Regions from separate parts of the Mus musculus genome. Here region 1 is linked to region 2. A link is a contact called in public Micro-C data. All regions are on one chromosome and are shown on one strand. Each heading gives the region's core, a stretch centred on a gene start, on an enhancer-like site or on the middle of the called end of the contact. The rest is flanking DNA. Distances are from core to core; before and after follow the strand shown.

The links. A called contact is a pair of places that touch in the nucleus more often than the background predicts.
Region 1: a contact with region 2 is called in a Micro-C map of embryonic stem cells, with 2.5 times the contacts expected there. The contact joins the promoter of Gnmt here to the promoter of Slc22a7 in region 2. A contact is called at or near these places in 4 of 484 Hi-C or Micro-C datasets (the G1E-ER4 cell line, embryonic stem cells and regulatory T cells), 1 of 115 datasets of contacts at active chromatin or transcription factors (embryonic stem cells) and 1 of 9 other capture datasets (embryonic stem cells).

What each region holds. Positions count from the first base shown.
Region 1 is chr17:46,727,407-46,731,603 of GRCm38.p6, reverse strand. It overlaps Gnmt (glycine N-methyltransferase), which reads left to right and starts at 2,439. Exons shown (of 6, transcript NM_010321.1): 1 at 2,439-2,658. The coding sequence starts at 2,453.
Region 2 is chr17:46,435,994-46,439,805 of GRCm38.p6, reverse strand. It overlaps Slc22a7 (solute carrier family 22 (organic anion transporter), member 7), which reads left to right and starts at 1,329. Exons shown (of 10, transcript NM_144856.2): 1 at 1,329-1,809; 2 at 2,380-2,483; 3 at 2,573-2,727; 4 at 2,829-2,997. The coding sequence starts at 1,417. It overlaps Gm36541 (a long non-coding RNA gene), which reads right to left and starts at 2,755. Exons shown (of 3, transcript XR_385613.3): 1 at 2,364-2,755; 2 at 2,111-2,147; 3 at 1,726-2,027. It also overlaps the pseudogene Gm5093.

The DNA.
Region 1 (4,197 bases), core at 1,190-3,689, 290 kb before region 2:
AGAATCACGGGTCAGCAAGATGGCTCAAACGGCAAAGGAGCTTGCTGCCAAGCCTATGACCTGAGTGTGGTTTCTGGAACCAATATGGGAGGAGAGAAGGGAGTCTTGCGTGCTGTGTGCTTTTTTCTGAACATACATTTTTTGTTGTTGTTATTGCTTGGGGGGGTTATTTATTTATTTATTTATTATATGTAAATACACTGTAGCTATCTTCAGACACTCCAGAAGAGGGCATCAGATTTCATTATGTTGTGAGCCACCATGTGGTTGCTGGGATTTGAACTCAGGACCTTAGGAAGAGCAGTCAGCGCTCTTAACCACTGAGCCATCTCACCATTCCCTTGGGGCTTTGTTTGTTTGTTTGTTTGTTTTTTGAGACAGGGTTTCCCTGTATAGTCTTGGGTGTCCTGTTGTTGTTGCTTTTTGAGTCAAGGTTTCTACATTGCCCTGGCTGTCCAGGAACTCACAGAGATCCAACTGCCTCTGCCTCCTGAGTGCTGACATTAAAGACATACATTTAGCTAGATGGTGGCGCTTTGTCTGTAATCCCGGCAACTCAGGAGGCAGAGACAGTTGGATCTCTGTGAGTTCAAGGCCAGCCAAGACTATACAGAGAAACCTTGTCTCAAAAAACAAACAAACAAACAAAATGCACCACCATGCCTGGTTCCCCAGTTTTAAAAACCCTAAGTAAATAAAAGATACCACTTAAGATGCTGAGATGAGATTTGAAAAAAGTCTAGGATTGATAGGTTTACCCCCAAAATGCTTTGATACGTGGCATTGGATTTACTTGAAATTCCCAAATACAGTTTCTCCTCTCTGCTTTGTCTCCACAGGGACTGATGTAGCCCAGATTTGCCTTGAAGTCTATGTACCCTAGAATATCTTTGAACTCCAGCTTTTCTGTTCTCAGCTGCCAAGTATAGGACTTACAGGCACACACCATCACACTCAGCCTCGAGAATCTTTCTGAGCATAGTGTCAGAGGCCTGTGTGTAGGGACATTGAGTCCCCAAGACTGAGCCTGGTCAGAACCATTTGAGATTGGCGCTGTGCTAACAAAAGTTAAAAAATATGGGCTGGAGAGATAGGTCAGCCATTAAAAGCCCTATCTGCAGCTAGGGTCGTAGCGCACGCTTTTAGCCCTAGCCCTTGGGAGGCAGAGGCAGTCGGATCTCTGAGTTCGAGGCCAGCCTGGTTTACAGAGTGAATTCTAGGACAGCCAGAGAAACCCTTTCTCACAAAAACCAAACCAAACCAAACAAACCACTTGGTCCTCTGTGGGGTTCAGTGTCCTCAGCACCACCGAGTGGCTCCCCACTGTCTACAACTGCAGGTTCAGGGTATCTGAAGCTCTCGATTCTGGGCTCCACGGGCGTCAGACACATACTGACATCTATGAAGTCAAAACAGCCATACCTACTATAAGAAGGTTAAGTCACACAACTGTGGGCCTCCTTCCATCTCCAGGGTTCACCCTGCATTGGGAAGGCGAAGGGAGGGCGGGCGGGCGGGCGGGCGGGATGCTCCCTGTCTTCTCTCTTCTTTCCACGTAACGAGTGTTCACAGAGTTGGAAGTGTGTGGGCAGGCAGGGCAGGCGGGGCAGGCTTCTCGTCGCTCACACGCATCTTCCAGAGCCGACTTTAGCCCGGCTGGGATCTTGTCCTTGGTGGGGTAAAAAGGGTGAGCGGGTAACACGAAACGGACCCTCAGGTTATACAGTGACGCTAGCCCGAGCGGGCGCCATGAGCACCTTCCCTGCCGACCCCCAACTTTCCTCTCTGAAGGTGCTCCCATGGAAAGCAGATGGAAGGCTTGCTATGTCTCCCACATTGTTCACTAATTCATTGAGCACTAATAATCCTCCTGTCTCACCTTACTACACCCAGCCTTTAAGAGATTGCAGAGTATAAAGCCCATGGATTGGAAGGCCCAGGCTACCTTAGGAGGCTCCTGGCTGGTATGGGGGAGGGGAAGAGAGACACGCCTATCTCCAGGTGTACTCTTGTACTTGGATGGGCATCTTTCTCAAAGACTGTTCATAATGTCCCGACACAGTGGCTCTCTTTAGCGGAGTGTTCCCTCCACTAAATGATAAGCAGTGTTGTGTAGACACTGTGCTGGGCTGGGCATGTAATAATTCTGTTTTGGGTGGATTTCAGGCTTCTTCCCCTTCCTCCTTGGGTAGGGGTGGAGTGATCTCTCATTGCTTTACTTTGTGAGTTCCTCCCGGCCACCCTGGCGAGTCCTATCTGACCTGTCTTACTAAGCCAGGTCCAGGATTGCTGTGCTGAGCCATCCTCAAGGCAGAGGCAGCAAGCCTGGCTCTGGGCCCAGGGCCCAGCAGGGGCGTGTCCCTGCTCTCACCTGCCATTGGCCAGGTGGGACTGCCTTGCCAGAGGATTATAAGTGCGGATCGCGTGGCCTGAGAGCCAGGCGCCGGTCAGGATGGTGGACAGCGTGTACCGTACCCGCTCCCTGGGGGTGGCGGCCGAAGGGCTCCCGGACCAGTATGCAGATGGGGAGGCCGCACGTGTGTGGCAGCTGTACATCGGGGACACCCGCAGCCGTACCGCAGAGTACAAGGCGTGGTTGCTTGGGCTGTTGCGCCAGCACGGGTGCCACAGGGTGCTGGACGTAGCCTGTGGCACAGGGTGAGTCCAAACGGGCCGGCCTGCTTAGGCCAGTCTGGGCAGCCTCTGCGGGCTGGAGCCTGGCAGGCAGTACTAGGGGGTCAAGAGCCCTTGCTCATCAGGGTAGTATGGGCATGGGAGAGCATCTGCCGAAACAGTGCGGGAAGGGGCCAGGGTGTGCGCAGAGAAGGATTCATGGGACAGAGCAAAATCCGAGCTTTGGGTCAAGGTGGATCCTTGGCTCCGGCGCTGTTCCTCCTGCGATTGGCCTCTGGCAGTGTGAACAGAACATTTGTAGCACGTTTGCACAGCCAAGTGCTGTGCCAGGAGTTTGGGTACGTGTGTTGCAAGCTGTAACAAAACCCCACGAGGTGAGCAGCGCTTTTCTCCAACCAGTAGTACTAAAGAAAAAGTCATTTCCAAGAGGTAAAAGGCCCCCATTTGGTGGAGAGGATACAGACCAGGATAGTGTCTGGCCCACACTCCCGACTCAGCCCAGAACTCACGGACACCTCTGACTGAGATATTTCCAGGAGCACCAGTATGCCAGGTTCTCAAGTGCACTTTTGTAGAATGCCTGACTATGATTTAAAAACAAAAACAACAACAAAAAGCCATTGAGCCGGTGAGATGGTCCGACTACTAAGAGCCCCTTAGGCTCTGGCAGAAGACAGGCTCTCAGTGCCTAGCATCTGCATCAGGTGGCTCATAATCGCCTGGAATTCCGTTCCAGGGGGAGGTTAGCGCTCCCTTCTGGCCGTGGAGGGCACTGTACTCACATGTACTACACATACAGACATAATTAAAAATAAAAAAAAATGTGTTGATGTCAGGAGTAGTGGCACATATATTTAATCCCAGCACTCAGGGAGTCCTAAATAGGTGGCTCTCTGTGAGTTCCAGGCCCTGCAGGGCTACATTAGGAGACCCTGTTTCTAATAAGAGGCAGCTGGGGAGATGGCACATGTTCTTACAGAGGACCCAAATTTGGTGCCCAGCACCCTCTCTGGGGTCTGCAGACACAAGGTATGCACATGATGCACATATTCAGGCACGACACATGAAATTAAATTTTGAAAAAAAATTTTTTTGAAACAGAGTCTCTCTTTGTAGCCCCAGCTGTCTTGGAACTCACTGTTTAAACCAGGCTAAAAAAAAAACAAAAAACAAAAAAAAAAAAACTCTCAAAAAATTTTTTTGCTACTTGATAAGGAAAATTCTTTTTTTTTTTTTTTTAAGATTTATTTATTATTATATGTAAGTACACTGTAGCTGTCTTCAGACACCAGAAGAGGGAGTCAGATCTTGTTACGGATGGTTGTGAGCCACCATGTGGTTGCTGGGATTTGAACTCTGGACCTTCAGAAGAGCAGTCGGGTGCTCTTACCCACTGAGCCATCTCACCAGCCCCCAGGAAAATTCTTAATGGGTCACTTGAGACCAGTAGAGATGGCCTGGGACAGGAAGCAGAGGAACGGACTCTGGAATGTTATGTCTGGGGAAATGTCACACACATTTGGCCTCCCAGGCTCCTCTGACTGGTCCTCTAGTCCCCCGTTT
Region 2 (3,812 bases), core at 80-2,579:
GGAAACTTTGGTTTTGGACTTCAGGAACACATTGACCTGGGCATCAAATACGACCCAAGCATTGGGATCTACGGCCTGGACTTCTATGAGGTACTGGGTAGGCCAGGGTTCAGCATCGCAGACAAGAAGCGCAGAACAGGCTGCATTGGGGCCAAACACAGAATCAGCAAGGAGGAGGCCACGCGCTGGTTCCAGCAGAAGTACGATGGGATCATCCTTCCTGGAAAATCAACTTTTTCCAAAAAGCCAATAAAATTTTCTCAGAAATGCAAAAAAAAAAAAAGTTATTTTGTTGTTCTATAATTTATGCAACTGTTACATAATTTTCAACTCAAATTATACAACTCAGCATGACGGCACCGGCACCACAATCAGTTGTAGAGCGAACCTTCTGGTCATCCACAGAGACGCCCCTCCCCACCAATCACCATGCACTCATTTGCTGGCACTTAGCCCCGCAGAAGCCTCGGGCCTTCCCTAACCTTCCAGGTTCTTCTTTGCAACCCTGGGAAACGTCATCCAGGATGCTCTTAAAGAGGCAGACTGGACTGCAGATGAAAATTCCTGGGCTGGAGAGATGGCTCAGCGGTTAAGAGCACCGACTGCTCTTCCGAAGGCCCTGAGTTCCATTCCCAGCAACCACATGGTGGCTCACAACCATCCATAACAAGATCTGGTGCCCTCTTCTGGAGTGTCTGAAAGATAGCTACAGTGTATTTACATATAATAAATAAATAAATCTTTTTAAAAAAAAAAAAAAGAAAGAAAGAAAGAAAAAAGAAAATTCCTGAGACCCCCACACAGGGCCAGCACAGTCTCAGAGGTCACCTCAGAGGTCACTTAGGTTAGGGCGTCCATTCCAGACATGGCCAAGGGCTATGGGGAAAGTTTGGGGTTTATCAGAGGCTCCCTTACCCAAGGGGAGTCCAGCCCTCATCCTGAGTCCTGGGCTGTGAGTCAAACTGTGCTGTGCTTGCAAATAGACAAGGCTGGCTGACCTAAAGTTTCACAGGACAAAGGCTACCCAGGACAGCAGGCACTATACCCAGGGGACCTGTTTACCTTACATAGCCCTGAAGGTCTAATCAGTAGCTCAGGCCTCACTCAATCCACACCTGGCTGCCCTCCTATGCCAGCCCTTGGCTCTGCTACCTGTTCTCTGAGCTCCAATGTGTAAAGGCCAGAGTACACCAGGACCTCTGAGGAATGGTGGCCTTTCCCCTTAGGTAGGATCCATTGATGTGTAGATGATGTGGGAGGGCCCAGGTCTGGGCCAGCCTCTGGGGGGCTGGATTCTGGCTACAGACTCTGCACTCATCAGTACAACTATTCCCACCTCCAGAGTCCAAGGGCACATGTAGCAAGCAGGTTGACCGATCCTAGGTACTATAGAGGCACACCTGGTGGGTGGAGGGCATGGGCTTCGAAGAGCTGCTGCACAAGGTGGGTGGCTTTGGGCCTTTCCAACTGCGGAATCTGGTGCTGCTGGCCCTGCCCCGATTCCTGCTCCCGATGCATTTTCTCCTGCCCATCTTCATGGCTGCTGTGCCTGCCCATCATTGTGCCCTGCCTGATGCCCCAGCCAACCTCAGTCACCAGGACTTGTGGCTGAAAACCCATCTACCCCGGGAGACTGACGGCAGCTTTAGTTCCTGCCTCCGCTTTGCCTATCCCCAGGCTCTTCCCAATGTCACCTTGGGAACAGAGGTGTACAACTCTGGGGAGCCTGAGGGTGAGCCCCTCACAGTGCCCTGCTCCCAGGGCTGGGAGTACGACCGCTCAGAATTCTCTTCCACCATTGCAACTGAGGTACCCAAGCCCAGAGGGTGCGGGATATGTGAGTGGGTTGAGCCAGCCATTACCTTGGGGGCAGGGGACCGGAGAGAACCTTCTTGCACTCTAAGGACTTTCATTCCCGTGTGGAGACCAGCCTGTAGCTTTAAAGCTGGGTTCAGTTCGTTTACTATAATTTACCCAAGGGCTAAGGCAGCTCCAGGGAGTTGGAACAGAGGCTGAAAAGGACATCTCTGTAGTAAAAGATAGAGAAACTGTGGAAGCCTCCATCCTTTTCTCCCCTCTGCCTCATTCCTGTCCCAGGTCTGAGATTTACCTGAGTCATCCCGAGAGGAAGGGTGGGTGGAGTCTCCCTGCGGAGAGACAACAGGATTCCTTGGTGGCCGTGATGGACCTCTGTGGGAAAGCACTGAGCTCTAGGACTAGGGAGAGGCAAAGTCTTCCCTTTCTAGTGCTGAGGTTGATAGCTAGGGATGGGGGAATCTTCTGAAACGGTCAGGGCTGCCTGGGAGTCTGGAGAGGAGGGACATCGTGGCTGGAGAGGGGCTCTTACAGATCCGACAACTTACCCGCCTGTCTCTGCAGTGGGATCTGGTGTGTCAGCAGAGAGGCCTGAACAAAGTTACATCCACGTGCTTCTTCATCGGCGTGCTGCTGGGGGCTGTGGTGTACGGATACTTGTCTGACAGGTGAAATAAGGGACCGGTGTTGGGGACAGGCCTCATCACCTGTATCTGGGCATCCCTGTGGGGACCTGACCTCGCATGGCCCTTGGCAGGTTTGGCCGGCGCCGGCTTCTGCTGGTGGCCTACGTGAGCACCCTGGCGCTGGGCCTGATGTCTGCAGCCTCGGTCAACTACATCATGTTTGTCACCACCCGCATGCTCACCGGCTCAGCCCTGGCTGGTTTTACCATCATTGTACTTCCGTTGGGTGAGGCGAGGCCTGGAGGGAGGCTGCGGGGGTGGGGTGGGGTGGGGGGGTGGAGGAAGATGGGTCCATTTGGCCCCTGCTAATGGTCTCTCTGTCCCCAGAGTTAGAGTGGCTGGATGTGGAGCACCGCACTGTGGCTGGGGTCATCAGCACCACCTTCTGGACAGGAGGGGTGCTGCTGCTGACCCTGGTTGGGTACCTGATACGGAGCTGGCGGTGGCTTCTGCTAGCTGCCACTCTGCCATGTGTTCCGGGCATCATTAGCATCTGGTGAGAATGGCGAGCAGCTGTGCGGTTAGTTAGAGACTAAGATGCAAAAGTGGGGGCTGGAGAGACGGCTCAGCTGTTAGCATACGCTGCTCTTCTGGAGGAGATATGTAAGTCCAGCTCTCAGAGATCAGACACCTCTAGCTCCTGTGGGCCACACATACATACGCACACTCATACTCAAAGACACACAGAGACACAGACACAGATAACACACATAGGCATAGACAGAGACACACACATAGACACAGACACACCCAAACACAGATACATACACCCAAACACACACACACACACACACACACACTCATATACTCATAGGCATACTCAAAGACACACAGACATAGGCACATACACAGACACTGATATACACCTAGGCACAGACACAGACATAGAAACAGACACACCCAAACATTGATACATACATCTAAACACCCAGACAGAGAAACACACACAGGCAGATACACAGACACACACAGACACACCCGAACACAGATACATACATCCAAACCCACACCCACACAACTAAAAATAATAGAAACAAACAAACAAAGAACAAGAAGACCAAGAGACAGGCTGGGGATTGGTTCAGTTGGTGCTTGCCTGCCATACACAAAGCCCTGGGTTTATCTCCAGTACTTAGTAGACAGTGGCGATGGTGCATACCTCTATCCACAATACTCAGGAGGCAGAGGCATAACAGTCAGAAGTTCTAGGTCATGCTCAGCTACACAATGAAATTTAAAGGCAGTCTGGGTTATGTAAGTTCCTGCCTGGAAAAAAAAAAGAGGAAAGAAAATAAAAGAAAAACTATGGAC